Regions from separate parts of the Sus scrofa genome. Here region 1 is linked to region 2. A link is a contact called in public Hi-C data. All regions are on one chromosome and are shown on one strand. The core of a region is the stretch at or near the end of the contact, and the rest is flanking DNA. Distances in the headings are between cores, read along the strand shown. Region 1 has its middle 20 kb from the start of FAM126A. Region 2 has its middle 110 kb from the start of RAPGEF5.

Region 1 (6,772 bases), core at 1,666-4,165, 500 kb after region 2:
AAAGGGATTTGAGAAGGTAAAGATCTTTGATAGAGACATCAAACTTGACTAGAAATGTCTGTGAGGTCTGAAAACTAGATGTGTCGAAGACATATAAGATTGTCAGGGAGGTAGGGAGTTTATAGTTTCAGAGAATGAAACCTGGAGCTTTTAGAGCACTAGAGAGATATGAAGTAGAAGGAGGAATGAAAACACTTTTAAAAAGCAAAAATCTCTTAGCTAAATCTTTCCTAAATTATGTACCATGGAGTTCTAACACTGCACCTCCTATGGGGTACAGGTTGCAGGGAGATTATGATCAAATAAGTTTGGGAAATAATGCAAAAAGTGGCAACTCCTTGGAGAGCCCCAAATCATACTAAAGGTACTGAGAACTCCTGTAGGCAGAATCCCGTTCAATGGTTGAATCCCCATGTTCCCCCTTAAATTCTTAGCAATGAACTTTTAACATAACACCTATTATCACTCTCTTGTGGAAATATCAAGGAACGAACTTTTGAAGAACACAATCTATCATACTGAGAGGAGAAACTCAGGGAGTAAAAAGAGAAAAACACTATTTGAATCTTCTTGACCTCTTTATTACTTGCTGTGCAACGTGGCTCTTGCACTAGTATTCAAAATCAGACCTCCGCTCTTTTCCTCCCTAATAAACATTATAGCTGAACATGGTCTCTAGAGTACCACACTGGCAAACGCTAAGTGCTCCGCAAATGTTTGTTGAATGAATTAATGATTGAATGAAATGAGCTAGTCCCTGTAAAGCACTTAGTACAATGTCTGACACAGAATAAGTAGCAACAAATGTTGTTATTACTATTCATCATGATCTTTGGATTAGAGAACACAGAAAAAAACTCAAAACTTGAATTTAACGCCCCCTTCAAAATAACCTAAATTCAGAGTTCTTTTGTGGCAGAGCAAGTTAAGGATCCAGCATCATCTAGGGCCACTGCATTAGGGCCAGTGCTGTGGTTCAGGTTCAGTCCCTGGCCCGGGAACTTCCACACGCCACAGGAGCAGCCAAAACAAACAAACAAACAAACAACAACAAAAAAAACCCTTAAAGTCTCAGATGGACTCTCTCATCAGGTAACATACAATTTCTGAAGGATAACTGAATGCCTATACCACAATAAAATGACCTTTCACGCAGAGAAGTTTTACATAGAAATGCATCACAATCATGGACAAAAATATTGTTTGCTTACAGTCACAATGAATGGCATATTTTTACAAGGAAGAAATGAACCGGGTAAATACACCCACACACACATACACACACACACACACACACACACACACACACATTCCAGTTCCAAGATACTAGAAGAAAGAACAGATTTATTCAGAATGTTGCGTTTTAAATTTTCTTTTACTTTTTTGGACAACTTGAGACAATATGGAGTTCCTGGGCCAGGGATCAAATCAGAACCATATAATATACGACCTAGACCATAGTTATAGCAATGCTGGACTCTTGACACACTACAATGGGCCAGAGATTGAACCCGAATCACTGCCACTCAGAGACACCCTTGATCTGTTGCACCACAGTGGGAACTCCTTGCTTTTTTATTTGTAATGTCCTTATCATAGTTGCTATTACTTACAGTAAAAACATAAAGCATGAAGGAGGTGAATTTACTTCACTTCTGCTCCTACCTCGACTTTTAAACAGAATGGAGCCTCTACCACACTGCAATAAAGATTATGTGAGTGTTCTCTTGTGGCACACAGTGAGTTAAGGATCTGGTGCTGGGTCACTGCAGCAGCTTGGGCCACTCCTGTGGCTTGGGTTCAATCCCTGACCAGGGAACTTCCATACGCCCTGGGTTCAGCCAAAAAAAATTACATGGATCAGCTTCCAGCTTCCTTAGAAGAAATTTATCTTGTCTAAGAATCTCAAGTGTTTCCTAATTTAGCAATGTACCAGAGTTTGTTTCTCACTGACAACTATTAACTAATCATGTCAAATCTTTTGAAAGAGAATTGTCTTTCCTGCCCACAATATGTCATGCAAGCAGTAAGAGTAGGGTCATGCTTCTATTGAGCATTTTCCGTGATTTAAAGCATAGAAATATATTTATATTTATATATGCATTATCTCATTAATGAAAAATAAAGTTGTCAGTTACTTGGAAGAGAAAAATCTCAAATTAAAAATGTTACTCATTTCAAATGCATTTATTTTCATTTCATTGAGCTTTAGGAATTTATCTGACATTAAGTAGTTAAGGATGGCCAAAGTAATGGAAGTTCTGATTTGACGTTGCTTAAACAAGGAAATTTGCATAACCTCGAATACCAGGAGGTACAGAGGAATCCCAAACCTCAGCTTGGGTGATACAGCGGCTCAATGAATTCATCAAAAATGTGGGCCTCATCCTTCTCTCTGCTCGACCATCTGCAGCACTGACTGTTTACTGAGGCCAGTTGTCTCCTCATGGTAATAAGATGGCTGCCAGCAACCAACAACTGTTCATTATTCATCTACAACAGGAGAGAGTAAATCTTCCAACCAAGGAAAATGCACCTTTACCTTTGGTCTGATTGGGCCAATTTACCACACCTGCCCATTCCCAGAACGGAGGAATGTCAAGGATTGTCCTAAATCAATGATTCTCAAAGTACAGGCCCAGATTGGTGGCTTGAACTGCTGGGAACTTGAAAATCTCTTAGAAAAGCAAATTCTCAGGCCTCCCTCCAGCTCTACTAAATGAGAACTGCTGGGGGTGGGGGCCAGCTATCTGAGTTTTAAGTCATATATTCTAAAGTTTCAGGATCACTGTTTTAGACTAAACAGAATCTGGACATGGAGAAGGGGTGGACACTTGAATAAAATTGGGGTTATGTTAGAAAGGAGGAGAAGGAGGAAGTTATGCCTGTTGAACTACTAATGGTGTCCACAATCTGGATTTCTCAAAAATAACACTAGTTTCAAATATCCTGTTCCATGGGGGTTACATCATGTAGATGACTCGTTCAAAAACTCTCTTGAAATATTCTGGTGAGTGTTTTGCATCCTGGAAAGACAGAGAGTATATATCAGGACTCAAAAGAGATGAGATCCAGTTCTAGTTGTGTCACTGATTAACCCACCAATACCCTTGGCAAATGCACTGAGAGGCTATGAACCTCAGCTTTTATTTCTGTAAGGGTGTTGAAACAGAGAGCCTTTACATTCTTTTCTTTTTCTTTTTCTTTCCTTTTTCTTTTTCTTTTTTTCTTTTCTTTTTCTTTCTTTTTCTTTCTTTCTTTTTTTTTTTCTCAGCTGCCTCATGGCATATGGATTTCCTGGGCCAGGAATCCTTTAAGCTGCTGTGCCAGGCTGGGGATCAAACCTGTGTCGTGGTACTGTAGAGATGCTGCTAATCCCACTGTACCACAGTGGGAACTCCTAAATTCTTGAAAACAAAAACAACTGTAGCCAGTATTTAAGTGCTTACTAGGATTTTATTTAGCATGCTATCATTGAATACTCAGAATAGCCCCTATGAAATGTATGACTTGCCCAAACGCAGAAGGCTGCTGAGGGAAGAATCTGAGATTCAACTCTATCTGACCCCACAGTCCATTTGCTCCATGTATACTGGCCCACCCTCCCTGACCTCTATTATACTAACTCTTTGTAATTCTATAATCCGCTTGGTTTCTTATGGCTTAGCTCATTATACGTTTAAGGAAAGACACAGGTGATAAAATGAAAAGAATGTGGACTTTAAATTCAGAATATATTTGAATCTTGGCTTCACCAATCTCCTGATCTGTGACTTCAGGGAAGTTACCTAACTTCTCTGGAACCTTAATTTTCAATCTATAAAATAGCATTTTGTCTTCTTTTTTTTTTTGGCTTTTGGTCTTCTGGTCTTTTCTAGGGCCGCATCTGTGGAATATGGAGGTTCCCAGGCTAGGGGTCTAATCGGAGCCATAACCACCGGCCTTTACCACAGGCACAGCCACGCGGGATTCGAGTCACATCTGCAACCTACACCACAGCTCATGGCAACGCCGGATCCTTAACCCACTGAGCGAAGCCAGGGATCTAACCCGCAAACTCATCGTTCCTAGTTGGATTCGTTAACCACTGAGCCATGACGGGAACTCCTAAAACAGCATTTTGCATAAGACTTGTAAGGATTAAAGGAGATAAAACATCTAAAGTGCTTAGCACAGTGCCTAGACTATAATAGAGATTTAATAAATGTTCATTTCCTCCCCTGCCTATTGTCTCATGAGAAATGTTATTTGCTAGATGAGTGGGAAATATTTTAGAACATTAATTATTAATTCCCCCAATATTTCCATTCATAAATGATCTGATTATATAGCACTAGGAATGGAAAAAAATCTGCCTGTGCCCTCCTTTTTATTTATTTATTTTTTTGGCTGCACCCACAGCATGTGGAAGTTCCTGGGCCAGGAATCAAATCCGTGCCACAGCAGTGACCACAGCCACAGCAATGAAAACACCAGATCCTTAACCTGCTGAACCACTTGGGGACTTCATGCCTATTCCTTCTTGACTAAAATTTTTCTAGGTATAAGAATCCAGAGAGGGGAGTTCCCATCGTGGCTCCACAGTTACAAACCCAAACAGTATTAATGAGGATGTGGGTCAGATCCCTGGCCTCGCTCAGTGGGTTAAGAATCTGGCATTGCCATGAGCTGTGGTGTAGTTTGCAGACACAGCTCAGATTCCACATTGCTGTGGCTGTGGTAGTTTGGTAGCTTCAGCTCCAATTCAACCCCAGCCTGGCAACTTCCATATGCTACAAGTGTGGCCCTAATGACAAAAAAAAAAAAAAAAAAAAAAAAAAAAGCAACCCAGAAAGGGAATTCCTACTGTAGCACAGTGGGTTAAGGATCTGGCATTGTTTCAGCTGTGTAGTAGGTTTCAGCTGCAGCTTGGATTTGATCCCCACCCTGGGAACTTCCATATGCCATGGGTGAGGCCAAAAGAGAAAAAGAAAAAAGAAACCAGAGAGAAGACTATGTTCAGGACAGAGCAATCCTATATCTTCTATCAGTTCCCCCATAACCATGCTCTCTTACCCATCTCTTCCCAGAGTGGGATGCATGGGTCTCCATTGGAATTTGGAAGATTATTTTCAAATTTCAGAAGTATTCCTCTTAACCTGTGTTAATCTCAAAAGATAACATTCTCTGTGGGGTAAGGAGTCCCCTCTTCCCTTTCATAGGCCCCTCAGTGAGGGAGGAGTAAAAGCAGCCACAGACAGAGTTTGGGGAGAGTCATTTGGCTCATGACAACAAAGACCAGAGCTTCCAGGGAAAGACAGCTCCCTTTGAAGTAGCTACATCGACGAGAGAAAAAGTCTACCCTTCAAGCTTAGAAGGGTATATGTAGTAGCTATTTTATGATTCATTCCCATGAGGTTTAAAGAAATATTTAATTGACAAATTTCTTGTGGCTCTATCATCACATCATTTTTAATGATCAGAAGTAATAGAAGTAGAAAACACAGCCCTTTCAAATACTTGCAAAATAAGAAGTTCTGAGGTTTGGTTTCTTGTTTGTTTGGTTTTGGTCTTTTTAGAGCCACACCTGCGGCATATAAAAGTTTCTAGGCTAGTCCACTGGCCTACACCACCACCACAGCAACACAGCATCCTAACCATATCTGTAACCTACACTGAGGAGGGCCAGGGATCAAACCTGCATTCTCATGGATGCTAGTCAGATTCTTTTCCTCTGAGCCACGATGGGAACTGCTCCCTGAGTTTGCTTTAAATTTCAGTGTTAGGTTCCCCTACAAGGACAAAAGGAAGATACAAAAAAGGAGGAGGCAAATATGTCCAAAATTAGTCCAAATAAACTTGAAAAAAGAGAAGACATGACGTATAAAAATATTAAACCTTTTCTTCCTTTTCCCTTGACAAAATCTCATGAAATATCAAGGGAAAATTCCCATGAGTTGAAGGATTCAGAGATGAACAGAGATGAACAAGCTAATAATTACTACAAAAATAAATGCATATCCAGATACATTCCGGTAAAATTTCAAAATTCTAAGGATAAACAGAAAAAATGAGAAACAGAAAAAAATCTAAACGTTTCCAGAAGGAAGGAAAAAGAAAAACATGTTAAACAAACAAAAATAAGATAAAATAAGAATTACTCAATGCTCAACCAAAAAACTACTTGATCAGCAAATTCAGCAAAGTAGCAGGATATAAGATTAACATTCAGAAATCAGTTGCATTTCTGTATACTTAGAATGTAATACTAGAAAAGGAATACAATACCTTTTAAAACTGCACCACAAAAAAATCAAATACCTGGGAATACAACTGACCAAGGAGGTAAAGGACTTATATGCTGAGAACTATAAAACATTAATCAAGGAAACTAAAGAAGATGGAAAGAAATGAAAAGATACTCCATGCTCCTGGGTTGGAACAATTAATATTATAAAAATGGCTATACTACCCAAAGCAATCTACAGATTCAGTGCAATCCCTATCAAATTACCCCTGACATTTTTCATAGAACTACAACAAACAATCAAAAAATTTATATGGAACCACAAAAGACCCAGAATTGCCAAAGCAATTCTGAGGAACAAAAACCAAGCAGGAGGCATCTCTCTCCCAGACTTCAGGCACTATTACAAAGTCACAGACATCAAGACAGTGTGGTACCGTTATCAAAACAGACAGACAGACCAATGGAATAGAACAGAGAACCCAGAAATAAACCCAGACACCTAGGTCAATTAATCTTTGACAAAGGAGGCAAGAACATAAAATG
Region 2 (7,047 bases), core at 1,949-4,448:
TCTGCCATGGCATGGGTTCAATCCTCAGCCCAGTGCAGTGAGTTCAGGATCTGGCGTTGCCACCGCTGTGGCTAGAATTCCATCTCTGGCCTGGGAATTTCCATATGCCATGGGGGTGGCCAAAAAAGAAAATTGTTGATGATTTTATTGATAAAGACTTTCAGATGTGAGCCTAAGGTACATTACTGAAAATATTAACTATAGATTTTATTTACCCAGTACTAATTTCAGATGATATATACAGTAAAATCAATGATACAAGCCAAACAATGCACGAACCAAACTCAATGTGCATGACACTCCTTCTATGACCCCAAATTAGACTTTCAAATCAATTTCTTTTTTGACAATAATTTTAGTAATTTCATCATTAAAAGAAAATTTATAATACTGAAAGAATATCATGGACATCCAAGTTTTCTGGATGACATATAATTAGAAAAGTTAAAGTAGAGGTAAGCTACTTTATTATATACCACTTCTCTAGAATGTCAACTTTGCTCGTGAAATTCATTTAAAAACATAGTAAGGGATGTGATAATGATGGGTCACCAAGTCTGAGGAACTGAAAACTTTAAATTGCTTTCTAAGTTCTAATATGAGTCTCTTTTAGGCATTGCAGTATAGTTATAACAATAATATACCAGGAATCTCCAAATACTTTTGGAACTTTCAGAATATAGTTAACTTGGCCAGTGAAGAATACAGCCAGTAGAAAACATAGCCTCTCAAACTTTATTTTTAAAAACTACCTACATTTGTACTGCATATGAGGATCATAGCAGGATCAAAGCCTGTCAAATACAGCAATTATCTCTACAGAAGATGAGATATTGGAACAAGTAAGCATTGAAACTGCCAAAAAGATACTGTTTCTGTCGGAGCAAGATAAGTAACTCCACTGAAACCAAGTATCACATCCTAGTGATATTCAATTCCTAGTTATTCTGATGAAAATTTCAGGCTTCCTATTGTTGGATCATTAACAGTTTGATTTTTTAAACTTATATTGTTGAAATAGTTTTGTTACTGAAAATTTTTAAATATTTTAATTTTAAAAACATGTTTTTTCTTTTTTTAATTTTATAATGATTTTTATTTTTTCCATTATAGCTGGTTTACAGTGTTCCATCAATTTTCTACTGTACAGTGCGATTTTACTTGAGTAAATTTATTTTTTCCTAACCTAGACTAACCCACTGTATAGGCCACCAGAATTTTAAAACCCGCTGATTCTAACCAGGATATAGATCCTACAACCAGAGTATGTACAATGCCATGTACAAGAAGAATAGACCATTCTTTACTTCTACTCCGTTTCCCCACCTTCACCCCCACCTCCACAGAATTTGGAAAAGTTCCATTTTTATGTGGTCTATGAATTCTCCTGAAGTGGCTGTGAAAGTCTGGATGTATGTGCATTTGTATCTTTCCCCCTAGAACAACTGCCCACCCTGCTAGGAGATCAAGAACTATTATTTTAGGCTGTAACTGTGAGACTCAAATTCCAGCATGCATTTGAATTACCTGGAGGGCTTATTAAACCATAGATGACTAGGCCCACCCTCCCAGCTTCTATTTCAGCAGATCTGAGGTAAGGTGCAAGGATTTTGTTTTTCTAACAAGTACCCAGAGGCTGCTGTTGCTACTGTTCCAGGGACCACATCTGAGAACTCTTTTGTTTATACACTGCCCAAGCCTCTGCCAGCAGAGGGCAAGCCCACATGTATTCCAACATGTGCCAACAGCATCTTCCATCACTAGGTGGCAGCACGTGCACACAATTCCCTACATATGTCTCCCACAAAGATAAGAAAGCCAAGTGAACAGTGTTTTCCTACAAATTGGATGCTAAGCTATTTCAGTGAAATGATACCCAGTGCAAATCAGGCTTCAGGTACAAATAGGCTGTTTGACAGAAAGGTAAAGAAGCCAGACTCTGGCCTCTGGCTTCTAGGCTGAGATTCCTAGATGAGATTTGTAGTTCTCTGTATGGTGATTTGGAAATGTCCCTCTGTGGAAAGTCCTAGGCTGGTTGCTGCAAAATTACCCTCATTAAAAATGCAGAGCTCTCTTCCTCCACCCCATGTAATTAAGGAGCTCTGCTGTTAGATACAGGCTGTCATCTTTTTTTTTTTTTTTTTTTTTTTTTTTGTCTTTTTTGCCATTTCTTGGGCTGCTCCTGCGGCATATGGAGGTTCCCAGGCTAGGGGTCTAATCGGAGCTGTAGGTGCTGGCCTACACCAGCGCCACAGCAACGTGGGATCCAAGCCGCATCTGCAACCTACACCACAGCTCACGGCAATGCCGGATCCTCAACCCACTGAGCAAGGCCAGGGATCAAACCGGCAACCTTATGGTTCCTAGTTGGATTTGTTAAACACTGAGCCATGACGGGAACTCCTGTCATATTTTTAATAGGTGTCCCAGTTAATTCGGAGGCACAGCCATGTTTTGGTTACCTATATCTGTACATTTACTAAACATAGACCAATGCAAAGGTATGACTATCTGGACAACTCTTACTTTCATGACTTTCATAAAATAGTTCTTTTTAGGTTCAGACCTGGCAACAATTCCAAAGGCAAGAGAACGCTGTCCAACACAGGGGTCACCAGCTACATGGGGTTCCTGGGCACCTGGAATCCAGCTTGTCTGCATTGAGATAGGCTGCAGGATTAACTAAGATCAGCATGATGGAGGATAATGTGATAAAAAGAATGTATATATGTATGTGTGACTGGGTCACTTTTCTCTACAGTAGAAAATTGACAGAACACTGTAAACCAGCTATAATGGAAAAAATTAAAATCTTTAAATAAAAAAACCCCCGACAAACCCAATAGAAGAAAGATGATGTAAGCAAAGGTACAAAGAGACATAAATTACCAACAAATAGGGGGAAATATGAAACCTCACTGGTAACAAAAGAAATGCAAAACAAAATGGAACAAAAAGATTTCAAAGATTCAAAGGGGAAAAAAGAATAAGATAATTTTAATGTCACTACTACAAAAATGCCATTACATATGTGGCTTGCATCTGTGTCTTTTATACAGTAGAGGACATAAATAATTTTGACAAGAATGGAGGGAGGGAGTGGAAAGTGGAGAGGCAGAGCATAGCAGGCTGAGACAGTCTTGACTGCCCAGCATTCTAACAGCATTCCTGGACCCAAACCTCACAACCTGGCAACTTGGCTAGGGGAAAGGAAAAAAAAAAAAGTCCTAGGCCTGCAGCCACTACAGTTCTACAAGCTCCTCCAGGCATGAGTTTGCAGTCTGAGCCCAAGCCGACTGTAAATACTCAGGAAACATCCACTTCCAAACAGGGTGAGTCTGAAACAGACTTACCAGAACTCAGAGGGCAGTTTTACGTAGAAAAAAGGATGGTTGTTATAACTGATTATTGGCGTGCAGGCCAACCCCCAGGGATGATAGCTAAAAAAACTTCTGTGGTCTTCCACTGCAGTCCTTTGGGCTAGCAGCACTAGCAACATCTGAGAATGTGTTAGAAATGCAAACTCTCAGGCTCCAGCCCAGACCTGAAGAATCAGAAAGACCATGGAGTTCCCGTCGTGGCGCAGTGGTTAATGAATCCAACTAGGAACCATGAGGTTACAGGTTCAGTCCCTGCCCTTGCTCAGTGGGTTAACGATCCCGCGTTGCAGTGAGCTGTGGTGTAGGTTGCAGATGTGGCTCGGATCCCACGTTGCTATGGCGCTGGTGTAGGCCAGTACCTATAGCTCCGATTAGACCCCTAGCCTGGGAACCTCCATATGCCGCAGGAGCGGCCCAGGAAATAGCAAAAAGATCAAAAAAAGAAAAAAAAGAAAGACCAGAGATGGGGTCCAGCAGTCTGGACTCTGACCAGCCACGCAGGGGATGCTGAGGATGCATCCAAAGACGGAGAAGCACGGATCTGGATAAAGAGGAGGCCAGTTAAGGGGAGCCCCTGAGGCACTGAAACAAGCCCTCGAGGTTGTGCTGCACCGTGGTCCAGTGCTTCCGCTGTCACTGGGAGCTGGCTAAGAGCCTGCAACTTGGAGTGGGAACACCTGGTTCCCTCTCTGTCAAGCTCCATTTCCTCCTGTGTGACCTGGGGTAGTTAAAAACTTTTCTGAACCTGTTCTGCTATCTGAAAGATGAGGAAAGTAATACAACTTGTGTATGACTGTTACTGGGAATAAAGGCACAAATGCGTGGGAAAATCTGCACGAGGTTCTGGGTACAGAGCAGTGGGTTCTTATTGGTCCATGACCATAAGTCTCCCATAGTGCCAGGAAAAACAGCCAGAGAGCTCCCAGCTTCCCTAGCCATTGTTAGTATCTTATCTGTGCCCACAGCATGCTTGCTTTTTTCATGGAAATTACTTCTTTTCCATGATTAGTCAGTGAATCTACAAGATGATTTTATCTAATCACATTCTTGCATAATTGACTCATTCAAGTTTTATCACCTTGGTTTTACTGAATCAGGTTTGACTCCAGTGAACTCCCCCATGTGGTTTTCTAGGGTTCCTACTTTCTCTGTCTTCTGACAATATGGCCTCAGAGGCTGGTTTGATCAAGTGAAACCAGTCTGCGAGTATTTCTGTGCTGGGACCTGGATGCTGATTCCTGGGGGAGTTTCTGCTTTCCTAAGTCTATCTCATAAAATGCAGACTGCTTGGATAGCATGGATGTTTGCTGACATGACTGTGATAGTGGAATATGGAAGGATCAGATTTTGCATATAGGTTGTTTGGGGGTTTTTGTTCCCCACACACCCACCCTGGATCTTTGAAGAGAAGCCTGGCAGGGGAGAAGTCACATAGCGGGAAATATCATTTTCAAAGGACCTGAGATAGGCTGAGTCATCAGCAAATGCACACGACAGTGGCTTTCCCCAATGTGCACTTCCAGTTTGGGCAGCATCTCAGATTTATCTAACAGGCAGCAGAAATGCCCTGATCAGGTCAAATCAGACATCTGAAACCAAGAATCCCCTAGTTTTTACCTCCTACTGGTTTCCTCTCTCAGGTAGTGAGTGCTTTCTTAGCATTAATGATGTACTTTTCAGTAACTTGTGTATAGGGGTGGATACAGGTGCTGAGTCTTTTACATCCATGGCGAATTCCAAAGAGCAGTAAAACCATGGGCTTCAGGTTTGGAAGGAGGAGCAAATGCACTTCCACTTCCCACTTCCTCACGGCCAGCTCTGTCTGCCTCAGGGCTGCTGGGGGAGGAAGCTGAAGACCCAGCTTCCTTCTTCTCTTCCTGGCATCTGGACTTCAGGTGAGCACAGAGGGAGGGGGCACCAGCAGCGGGGTGTGTATGGTGGGGGTGGGGGGGGGGTGGACCCTTCTTCCTGGGAAGTTCCTGGCCCTGAGAAAGCCTGAAACACACCATTTCAGCAAGCTGGGCTGCCCAAAACTGCATTGACCTGTTTCTGGGGCATGGATGGTGAAGTTCTGTTCACCATCATTGAGAAGGCTCTCATTTTGGAAATATGTTCTTTTTTTTTTTTTTTTTTTTTTTGCCTTTTCTGGGGCCACTCCCACGGCATATGGAGGTTCCCAGGATAGGGGTCTAATCAGAACTGTAGCTGCCGGCCTGCGCCAGAGCCACAGCAACGCAGGATCCAAGCCGAGTCTGCAACCTACACCACAGGTCATGGCAATGCCGGATCCTTAACCCACTGAGCGAGGCCAGGGATTGAACCGGCAACCTTATGGTTCCTAGTTGGATTCATTAACCACTGAGCCACGATGGGAACTCCTGGAAATGTGTTCTTGACCAAAAGTGTTCTGCGGCTGTCTATAGGCTTCTTGGGGGGCTTACAGATATTTCTTGATCTTCAGCGCTGGGGGCTGTCTTTGCATCCAATCCCTTCATCTCATTCAAAAAGTTGTCAACACACAAGGTCTCAGAAATGCCTCTCTTGGCTTCTTTCTTGGGATGACCATGGTAGAGAGGTTACATCTCACCTGCAAACTCCAATGAATGGCCTGGATCCATACCTCTGAGGCCACCCCACTTGGAGGATCACGATGGACGATCACCATCTGCTCAAAGCGAAATGTGATGGAAAATAGCCTGCATATCGAATGTTCACTACTCTCTTCAAGAGCAAAAAATGCTCAGTTTCTCAGCCTCCAACCAGGAAGTCCTCTTGAGACCACTTACCTCACCCACACCTCGATACAACGAACAAAACAGTGATAACCATTACCATGTACTCCTTGCTATGTGAGAATCATGCTATTCGGTATTGCCTGCATATTGTCTGCAATTTTTCACAACGGCCCCTCAAAGAACACATCACAATGTTTCCTTGGGATGAGCCTGCTGAGACACAAAGAGGGGAAGTAATGCCTCAAAGGTACAAGGGTAGGGCCAGGATTTGAACCCATGCCAGCCTAACTCAACAGTTCGTACTGTTTCTCCCTGCCCTAAGCCATCACTTATCTCTGGACTTCTCATTCTTAGGCTATGTCTGGTTCTGCAATGTACTAAAATAAACAGACTGTTACTTCATGAAGAAACAAAGTGCATGAGACACAGGAGTCAGTCAGCAAATGAACGTTGAGTGAATAAGCGGACCGAGCCTGTGTCAGCTCTCTCCTCCCACAGGCTCAGCCACAAGGGCCTTCAAAGCCCAGGCTCATGACCTTAGGGAGGACTCCAGGCTCTGCTCGCCAAGCCGCCTCACCCACTGCCTGACCTCACAGAACCCCGCAGAATTAAAGCTTCGTGTGGTTCGTGTCTCCTGCCAATGCTTCCTGAGTTCGGACTTTGGTTTTCTTTTGTCTCGAGCCCATGTTGTGATGCAGCCAAATTCGGCTCCTTGGGGATCCAGTCCAAACCAGAGAGTATGGACGGGATGCAATGGAAGAGTAGTGAAATCATGTAAAGAATGGACCACTTTAAGTCATGAATACTGCGGGCAGAGCTCAGGCACACTAGGGACTATGGTTGGCTGGAAAATGCATTTTAGAGGCATAAAAAGGTGAAGATGTTGGTGAACACAAGGAGCTTTGGTTTTCATTTCAAATGTGTTTGATGGT

What was found. A called contact is a pair of places that touch in the nucleus more often than the background predicts.
Region 1: a contact with region 2 is called in a Hi-C map of embryonic fibroblasts, with 2.8 times the contacts expected there. The contact joins two enhancer-like sites. A contact is called at or near these places in 7 of 47 Hi-C or Micro-C datasets (alveolar macrophages, embryonic fibroblasts, heart right ventricle and 3 more).

Annotation. Positions count from the first base shown.
Region 1 is chr9:91,838,451-91,845,222 of Sscrofa11.1, forward strand. No RefSeq gene overlaps it. Among named protein-coding and RNA genes, the nearest start is that of FAM126A, 20 kb to the left of the region's middle. Within about 2 kb of position 2,916, at least 3 of the 83 cell types and tissues checked have an H3K27ac peak or open chromatin away from gene starts, as enhancers often do. A contact at or near this core is called in embryonic fibroblasts, where this site is marked.
Region 2 is chr9:91,340,858-91,347,904 of Sscrofa11.1, forward strand. No RefSeq gene overlaps it. Among named protein-coding and RNA genes, the nearest start is that of RAPGEF5, 110 kb to the left of the region's middle. Within about 2 kb of position 3,199, at least 7 of the 83 cell types and tissues checked have an H3K27ac peak or open chromatin away from gene starts, as enhancers often do. A contact at or near this core is called in embryonic fibroblasts, where this site is marked.